Linked DNA regions of Mus musculus: regions 1 and 3 are each linked to region 2. The links are chromatin contacts, called in public Hi-C and promoter capture Hi-C maps. All regions are on one chromosome and are shown on one strand. Each heading gives the region's core, a stretch centred on a gene start, on an enhancer-like site or on the middle of the called end of the contact. The rest is flanking DNA. Distances are from core to core; before and after follow the strand shown.

Evidence for each region. Hi-C and Micro-C count contacts between places; a contact is called where the count stands out from the background. Capture Hi-C pulls out chosen DNA fragments and counts their contacts.
Region 1: a Hi-C map of cortical neurons shows a contact between it and region 2, with 2.8 times the contacts expected there. The contact joins two enhancer-like sites. A contact is called at or near these places in 6 of 484 Hi-C or Micro-C datasets (cerebellar granule neurons, cortical neurons, frontal cortex and 3 more).
Region 3: a contact with region 2 is called in a promoter capture Hi-C map of pancreatic islet. The contact joins two enhancer-like sites. A contact is called at or near these places in 1 of 15 datasets of contacts at CTCF or cohesin (the NIH/3T3 cell line) and 1 of 9 other capture datasets (pancreatic islet).

Annotation. Positions count from the first base shown.
Region 1 is chr5:111,254,555-111,257,826 of GRCm38.p6, reverse strand. The region is part of intron 12 of Ttc28 (tetratricopeptide repeat domain 28); the gene reads right to left. Among named protein-coding and RNA genes, the nearest start is that of Gm35628, 21 kb to the right of the region's middle. Within about 2 kb of position 1,331, at least 41 of the 459 cell types and tissues checked have an H3K27ac peak or open chromatin away from gene starts, as enhancers often do. A contact at or near this core is called in cortical neurons, where this site is marked.
Region 2 is chr5:111,097,682-111,100,626 of GRCm38.p6, reverse strand. All of the region lies in intron 3 of Ttc28 (tetratricopeptide repeat domain 28), which reads right to left. Among named protein-coding and RNA genes, the nearest start is that of Mir701, 95 kb to the right of the region's middle. Within about 2 kb of position 1,621, at least 43 of the 459 cell types and tissues checked have an H3K27ac peak or open chromatin away from gene starts, as enhancers often do. A contact at or near this core is called in cortical neurons and pancreatic islet, where this site is marked.
Region 3 is chr5:110,868,146-110,871,085 of GRCm38.p6, reverse strand. The region is part of intron 13 of Chek2 (checkpoint kinase 2); the gene reads right to left. Among named protein-coding and RNA genes, the nearest start is that of Ttc28, 10 kb to the left of the region's middle. Within about 2 kb of position 1,510, at least 70 of the 459 cell types and tissues checked have an H3K27ac peak or open chromatin away from gene starts, as enhancers often do. A contact at or near this core is called in pancreatic islet, where this site is marked.

The sequences.
Region 1 (3,272 bases), core at 82-2,581, 160 kb before region 2:
AATGAGCTTTGGGTAGAGGCAGGTTCCTGTCTATACTGCTTTCCTGCCTGAAGGCTGAGTGTCTGCCTGGGGCACTGGGGGGTTCTTCCCCTCTCTCCCTCTAATTGGATTTTCTGAAAAGACCTGCTCCCCTCCCCACCCCCCAGACACCAGAGAGGCCTCCGCACAGAAGCGCCCTTCTTGTCTTTTTCTGCCACATTAACCCAGTAGGGGGTTTAACAGCCCGGCGATTTTGAGAAGCTGTCGTCAAGTCATGAAAGCCCCCAAATGCAACTTAAATGGTTATTAGCTGGTGGGAAACATCCCCTGCTTTCTAATACTGCCATTTAAATAACAATAATAAAGAAAATAATAACAGTAAGTGTAAATGCCCTGCCTTCTTAGCTATGATTGTACCTACCACCCACAGTCCACCGGGCCCTGTAGATTTAGGATTTACTTAGGGCCTGGGGTAAGGGCATGGCTTTTGGTTCTGTGGAGCAGCCTACTTCTCCAGCCAGCCAGCAGATGTCGCCCAAGTCATCTCTCAGCTGCACTGGGAGCTTCCATGGATAAATTCCTTTAAATCACACACACACACACACACACACACACACACACACACACACACACACACACACACAGAGCCAACAACAAGCCACTGCACAGACAAAAGAGCCAAAGGGTTCCTTGCTCTATTAAGAGCCACAAAACATACATATTTGCCAAATGGAAAGGTGCAGAATTAATTGGAAAAGAGGTGGGATTGATATTCCATGTCTCCCTTGGGGGTTTTATAATTAATAAATATTTGTGAAGCAGGCTTTGGTAAGTATTGAGGCAACGTAGATGCGCTAACAAAAGCTAGCTTTTTCAGGCATTACGACCCCTGCAGGGGACCAAAAAAAGGAAATGAAGACTGGGGCAGTGCCACCAGCCAGTGCCACGGCTGCTGTGGACTGGGCCTTTCTCTTAAATGACTGCCTTCCTCACAGTGACCAGGAAGGCAGACCTTACTGCTGCATCCAGGGAATGAAGGAGCCTGGGTTAGACCAGCATCATTTCCACCCCTTTCAATGGCCACACTGTGTTCTCTGAAAGCCAACAATTGTACAATTGTATGACAAATGTATATTTGCCTTATGCCTCTGACTCCCTAGAGGAAGTCACACAAACATGACCACTGTCTTCGGGATAAGTAATGAAGTGCAAGCTGTGTGGGTGATGAGAGAAAATGATGGTTTGGCTCCAGCATCTAAAAGAACACCCAGAGCAGTTTTTACCTCCTTGTGTCTATCTGATACTTTGTTAAAGTCCGCAGATGTGGCCACTACTGAATGCAGCCTGCAGCAGTGGCGGCTGCCCTGGGGCTTTATCCGTCTTTCTGGTGAGAAGCAGAATTGCAATGTCTTCACGGATACAACAGGTTTCTATGGTTACACCAGACATAAATATATTATATGTCCTGTGTCACGTGGAAGGAGCAGCCAGGCGCTGTGTGCAGAAGACCCCCAGGGGGACAGCACTCATGTGAATGGCTCTCTGCAGCCAGCTAAATATTTGTTTCTGGCTTTGCAGCAGGAGAGGCAAAGGAGCTGCTCAAGAGGCTGCCTACAGCACTCACAGATGCATCGGCCTGACAGCCATGCTGCAAGCCAGCTTCTGCTCTGTGGGGCTTGGAAAGCAGACACTGGTGAGAGCCAAGGGGCAGAGGCCATGCGTGTCGTGCCTACTGGGAACAGGGTGGCCTGGCTTCTCTTGGTGGTCCTATCTGCACGAGTCCCTCTGGATCCAAATTATTCTACCAGGGCTCTGCAGGTTTTTGTTATTGTTGTTTTGTTTGTTTGTTTCCATGCTTAAAGCAGCACAATTGGGTAGTGGCTTGTTGAGAAACCAAATAAGAAAAGTAGTTTCCATTCAGGGTGGGACAGGGGACTTTGCATTGAGAGAAACAAATCCCTATGATTCCACGGGTGGGGGTGGGGCACAGAATGTTGGAAAATTAATGCAAAGAGCAAGGGCAGTGGCAGCTTGAGTTCTGTAGGTATTTTTGTTGTGCGAATTGCAAAGCAATGCTCCAAGAACAACTGCTGCCGCCTGTGTAGCCCATCCTCTCCAGCTTACTGCTGGGTCGCAAATCGCTGACACCCCCCCCAACTCTGTGGGTGCAGGACAGTGGTCGGTTTTGGGGCAGGTGAGATCCTTCCCTCTTTTCTGCTTTTCTCCCCAACCCACACGATGGGTTCTGTATGACTCCAGCTAACATCCAACCCCTGATCCTCCTGCCTCAGCTCCTGAAGCTCTGTGTCATCTTTTCCCATGTAATGATTAGAGAGTAGAAAGTACAGGGCGACAATGCCTAGGAAAGGAAGCAGCAATGTGCTCTGCAGACGTGTCTGCTTTGAGGAGCTGCGCACATGTTCACAGAGCAGAGGGTCTAGCCTGCGGCAGGACACACTGGTTTTCTGGCCCGGATGAGTTAAGGAATTCCTCCCTTAGATGCAAACAAAAACACTCTGATGTGCAGTGGTCAGAGGTTGGCTTGAGCTCATCTCTGAGACCGGATGGACTAAAGATCTGCGCTGGTATACACTGGGATGAGGCCTCGCAGTGAGCCTGGGCCGACTTGAAGACCTGCACAGATCAGGCTGAGGCTGGGCCAAAGATTCCTCCTGGGTCTGAGGCGGTCTCCGCTGGCTGATATGTATGCCACACACGGTGCAGAACCAGCGTTTCTGGGCCAGTGGAGAGCGCCAAGCATGGCATTTGGATTTGATTTTTAAAGTCAGCATTTGAGGCACAGCCCAGAAGAAAGAGCAGAGGAGAGAGGATCGGTTCAAGGGTAAGGCGGGGTTTGACAGAGGCAGAGTGGGGGTGGCTTCCAAGCCATGTGCTAACCCTGACATGCAGCCGGCTTCCCGCCAGCACTGCCACCCCGTCACTAGTTACGCTGCTCTGTACCACTGGGTTGTTCTGGGCTCTCTCTAGACAACCCATGTCTCTTCTCATGGATAACAGTTCTCTGGGTGCCTTTTCCATAGAGGAGTGAGGCTCCCTTAATAATCCCATTCAGTCTCTTACTGACCGGCCAACATTTTGGGGTTTAATTGCATAAAATCTCAGATCCCTTCCAGGTCTTAAATGGAATCGTGGTGTTAAAAAAAGAAAAATAGCTGAAAGAGAGCCCACAATACAGAGAGCTTCCCTATCTTTGAATCCAGTGAGCTTCTGTGGCCACGTCTTGTGGTGGAACTGGGCAGCGCAGGCTCCTGCGGCTGCATGTTTGTGGGGGT
Region 2 (2,945 bases), core at 372-2,871:
ACATGTCTGCGGTCTGGTTCATGCACAAGCTCTCCAGGCTGGAACCTCCCACCACATGATGGCCTACAACCAGTGATACCCACCCATCTCCCAGTTCCTTCCCCTGTGGGTGTGGCCACACTCATCCTCTCTTCTGGCTTTCATGGCTCACAATGCAACACATCTCCTGAAAGGTCCTGGTCTGTCTCACTCCTCAGAGCATTACAAGGCCACACTTCTGGGCACCCTCCGCTGGGTACCACCCTCCACTTTCCAGCTGATACTCTGGTTCAGATACTCCTGTATCTAAACACATCTTCATCTGTGGCTTGTAATGTACAGTTTCGGTATCAATTTGTTTTAGAATTGTTCCACGTTTGCTCAGTAGGAATATTTCCCAGATAAGTCTGTTGCCTACTGTGAATGAGAATTCCGAGAAAGCAGCTGCACCTTTGGAGGCTGACTGGCTCATTAAAATTGTGGTCACTGCAGGTGTTGGAACATGGAAGGTCCAGAGCCTCACTGCAATCAGTCTTGGACCATCTTTAGTCTAGTAAACAGCCATTCTCTTTTGGAACAAATAGTAAAACTACAGATTTTTCACCAACCAAAAGCTGAGGGTGGTGTGTCAGGCGGCATCTTAGGTCTCTGACAGGGTTCTCCCATCCCCTGCCTTCAGGATGCAGTGGTAGTGAATTCAGAAAGTGTCTTGATTCATGAGTTTTCTTTGTTCTGTCACCACAGAAAAGTTAATGAAATTGCTACCTTATTGGAACATGGAATTTGGGGTAAGCTAAATCTGTATTCCTAGGCCACCCTAACTCATATCTGGATCCCAGATAAACTCTCTCTTATCCCCTTTGAGGCAAGAGATGTGTTTTTTCTGTCAGCTATGTTTTATTTTGAGTAGCCAAGTAGTACACTGAAGACCTCTGATAAAATCCCATTCTCTGTCTCACTGGTGAGTGAGTCTTGAACACGCCTATCATCAAAAGCAACCTGCGTGCAATCTCTCCTAGAAGATACAGTAAAGGGTATCCACAAAATGCCAACCATTCTCAAGGCTACTTCTGACACACACACACACACACACACACACACACACACCAAAATACCAGCAAGCCACGCCAGAAGAAAACCATCCCCTGTACCAGGGTGAGCTTTAAGGTGGTAAAATTAATGTTTAGCCCATTTTTAGCCCATTTTATCTTCCAGTGGCAACAGTCAGGGGTGTAGGTCAGAGGTCATTAAGCCATGTGGGGTCAGTTCCATTTGGGGGGTGTTGGATAAGGATGACAAGCTCCTGCCCCACCCTTCCCTATTTTCTTTAGAGATAATAAAGAGTTCTGACTATGCCTCTCATGGTCTGGAAACCTCCCTCACAGTAGTGGTTCCAATAATCCATGCACCAAGCCTGCAGCCATGCTGGTCTCTTTAAACCTCACCTCCTGGCCAAAGGCCACAATTTATGACTTTTCAGTTCTCTGCTAAGGAGCTCTCTCGCCTGAGTCAACATCGCCAGGGAAACCCTGAAGCTCACTGGTGCCTAAAGCATTTTCCCTTCAATCAGATCAGTAAACAGAGAACAAAGAACATTTTTACTCCTGTCAAGATGCAAGCAGCAGCGTGCTAGTGAGCAGTAACTGGCCAATGGGGTTAAACACAGAGAGCACAAGCAGCAGCAGAGAGCAGGAACTGCTACACAGAAGAGGGGCAGACCCCAGAATGGCAAGAGCAAGATCCCGCACCCTGCTGTGGGCCAGGCCTGGCCGGCAGACAGTGGTGTTCAGCAGTGAGCACCTCACTTCCACCTAGCAAACCAGAGATGAGACACCAGCAGTACCACCATTTTCAAACAAAGATCTGGGCATTTATCTGATTCAGCTAAGGTTAATCGGATGGGGTCAGAGGCAAAGTCAGAGTCCACAGCAGGGCTCCAGGCCACTGGGTGGCCAAAGCAGGAAGATTTGGTTGCAAGCTACAGAGAACTTGGCAGCTTTTAAGTAGAAATCCACTGAGTTATGCAGTGGACTGTGGAGATGCAGTCTCCAGCCCCTGGCAGAGCCCTGTCACGGAGCACAACTATCAGAAAAGGATGTTGCCATCCATTACAATAAATTCTATGTGACCCCTCTCTTCACTAGATCTGTAGTTTCTGATTCAAAGCTTGGGTCTCGGCTGCAAAGGTGAGTGGGAACATTGGGACTGGATGCTTCAGCTTTTATAGTGGAAGGCAGAAAATAGTTATTCCTGACAGACGGGGAAGGTGCTCAGCCGCCTGTCCTGAAATGACGGAGGCAGGCATAGGCCCAAGCTTCAGAACAAGACAGGCTTTCCCACAGCAACGGTGCAGCCCTGAGACAGCAGCAGAGATAACACTGTAACAGAGGACCATGGGGAGGAGCTGTCCAGAAACCCCCAAGAAGGAAAGAGAAACCTCTACTTGGGCAAGTTTGGGGGTAGATGGGAGGGAAATTATAAAGAAAAAAGGAAATCCCCATTCAAAGTGGACAAAAAGAAACTATAAGTACATTAAGCACTAAATACACTAAATACCACTGCCAAGCAAAATGTAAAGTGATTTGAGAGCCACGTTACCCAGGGTGCTCAAGCTTCAGGGGGTGGAGCTTGGCTTGTTAAAGGATAGCTTTTAAACTCTTTGCTGCTTTTATTCTGAGTGGGAGGCGCCTTAAGGGAAAGGGGTATCTTAGACAGGGAGCCAGGACGAGACAGACACAAGGGCTAGAGAGATCCCCAACAGGCTGGTTTGAGCTGACCAGGCATTTTAGGTAGCAGCGGGAGCTGATGTGGCTTAGTGGGAAAGACAGTGAGCAACGGCTGAAAGAACATGTCTGTCCTTCAAAACTGACCTCACACGGCCAAGTGCAAGGGCAACGGCTGTGGCTATGGTTACGCACACGTGTATATGTGCACATGCACATGGCTATGTGCGCACACAGACACCT
Region 3 (2,940 bases), core at 261-2,760, 230 kb after region 2:
CCTGTCTCTGTCTCTTCCTGAATGCTGGGTTTAAGGAAAGCACAACTATGGCCAGAAAAAGAAATCTTTAAAAAAAAAAGACTGCACACACCTCAATCATAGTAGCCAGGAGGCAGAGGGAGGTGAGTTTTTGTGTGTCTGAAACCGTTCCCATTTACACTTTGTCAACTTAGCACCCCATGCACTTTCTCTCTCTATTTTTCTACCTCTCTCATGGCATCAAAGATAAAAGGCTTCCAACACGAGAGATTTTGTGGGAGCCAGCACCTACTTCCTTGTCTTACTGGTTACTCTTGAGTGGCTCACAGAACGCCTGTCTGGATGGCACCAAGCTCATATACTACACTCATGTGTATTGCTCTGCTCTGTATATCATGGGCCTAGCAGCGTTTCAAACCTGAACGGTGCTCTGAAGAGATGAATGTGTGAATAAAACAAAGTGGGTGCGCACTGATATATGTACGCATGCACACAAGAACACACACACAACACACACACAATTAAAAATAAAACAAATCCTCTCAGGTCTCCCCAGCATGCTGTAGCATGCATGTAGAGGTCAGAGATCAACCTTGGGTATTGGTCCTCGACTTCCATCTCGTTTGAGTCTCTTGTTGCTCACCACCGTGTACAGTCAAGCTAACTGGCTTGTGAGCTGCAGGGGAGTCTGCGCCCCCAATCTCTCAGCTCCTCATATTTGTGAGACAAATACTTTATCCATTGAGCTGACTCCCCGGAGCCTCTTCCTCTGTTTTCTCACATCAATCCTGGACTGACCTCCCCCATAAAAGTAAACAAAACAACCCTTTTCTCTTTCTAAGTTGATTTCTCTAGGTGTGTAACAGCTAACAGAAAGCTAATAAGCACAAACGTCCTTCTTCTGGACACTATCTGGTAGGGCCATTCATGGCCTGTGGCATCTATCTCTGCATCATATTCACGAGCACCTATCTGCATCGTATTCACGAGTATCCATCTGCATCGCATTCACAAGCATCCATCTGCACGCTTTCAGAAGCAACAGGTCAACAGGAACATGAGAAAAGCATCTCAACATGAGAGCAAGCAGCAAGGTTTCTGTAAACCTAGGAGACATCACACCCAAAACTATTAAGTTACAACGTCCCTCAAAAGCAAGCAGGAAGGATTCTTCTATTTTATCAAAAGCGAAGGAGAGCTGAGCTTCAGCTTTAATTACTTGTGAATAACAGAATTTTTTTTTTTTTTTTTTCCGAGACAAGAAGTTCAAGCAAGCCGGGCGGTGGTGGCGCACTCATTTAATCCCAGCACTTGGGAGGCAGAGGCAGGCGGATTTGAGTTCGAGGCCAGCCTGGTCTACAGAGTGAGTTCCAGGACAGCCAGGGCTACACAGAGAAACCCTGTCTTGGAAAAAAAAAAAAAAAAAAAAAAGAAGTTCAAGCAAAATGGGCTGCACTGACTCATGCATCTTAGGCAAACACAAACCCTGTTGCTAGGCCTAACTGGCCAGCCCGTGCTTTTTTTTTTCCAAAGCTAACACAGAAAGCCAACGCAGTGTGTCTGCCTCCGTTTGGATTCCAGAAGCTGCCCTATTAAGGCATGTGAAAAGAGCCAAAGGGAGGGCTTCTCTTTTCATCAGAGTTAAACCCCCACCCGCAAAGACACCTTTGTTTCCAGGCTCCTTGTCTCTAAGGCCCTTGCTGCTTTCAGATCTGTGTGGTCGAGTAAACATTAAGTCACCTGACAGATTTCTTCTGCGAGGAGAATCGTGTTTCCAGGGCAACAACCCAAACACATAGATCTGTCCCTTTCCCCCCACCACTCCTCACCCTCCGCCTTTTAAAAAATATTTTATTGCATTTTTCACTTATCTTATGTGTGTGTGTGTAGAATCAGAGGATAACTTTCAGGAGTTTGTGGAGTCTGGGGATGAAACTTGGGCCATCAGATCTTGTGCTGGACCTGGTGAGGAGACATCCCCCTCAGGTCCAGCTGCCCTCCTTCTTTTAAGGATTTCTCGTTCTCTACCTAAACTAGTCAGACCAAAACTTAGGTGTGGATGGTTGCAAGACAGAAAGGGGACAATCTTCCAGAGTCCCATAAGGACAGCAGGGATTTTTCAAGGTGTTCCCAGAACTGAGAACCACAGATGGGGGATGGGGAGTTGGGGGGGGGAAGCTCCAGCCACCTAGTGATGTCACCCAGCCCCACAGGAAACAGAGGCCTAAGGATGTTCACAGGAAAGTGTAGCCAAGATGAAGAATACAATCAGACATCTACAAGAGAAGCTGCAGGATGCTCTCGCTGATTAATTCCAAGCCAACGATTAATCTCCCAGAGTTACAGACGCTCTTACACTGGCAGCAGGCTTTGAGTGAGCCTGGCACAAAACTCTCAAAGCAACAGGGACATGTGAACAGAGATGTCATGCACACTCAAAGGGTGCAGGTGACATGCTTGTTCACCGGGAACAAGACTGGCATCCTTTAAAACATGGCTCAGGAAGTGGCTGGGTTCCCTCAGGGACACTGCCTTCCTGGACCTGCCCCAGTTTTTTGATTAAAAGTAAAAAAAAAAAAAAAAATGTCTGGACCATAGCACAGTCTGATCCACCAGGCAGAGGAGGGGTAGAAAAGGGAGACAGCTGGCAGTTGAGGAAGACAAAGCTCTCAGAGGAATTTCAGCCACACTGCAATCTCAGGGCAAATGGAACCAGAACCCAGCATGAAGTACGCCAACAGTTGCATGGAAAGAGCTGACACCCAACACACACACATATTCATTTACCCTCTCTTCTCCCATTTCCCGCCCCCCATCTCTCCCTCCCCTCTCTCCCTCTGCCACACGCGAGTGTGTACTGATTAAAAACAATTGCACATACACTTTACCTACACCCTGATTGAAAACACTTACATAATGAACCCAAAGACACAGAGACCCTCAGCCTCACCTCACCTAAGC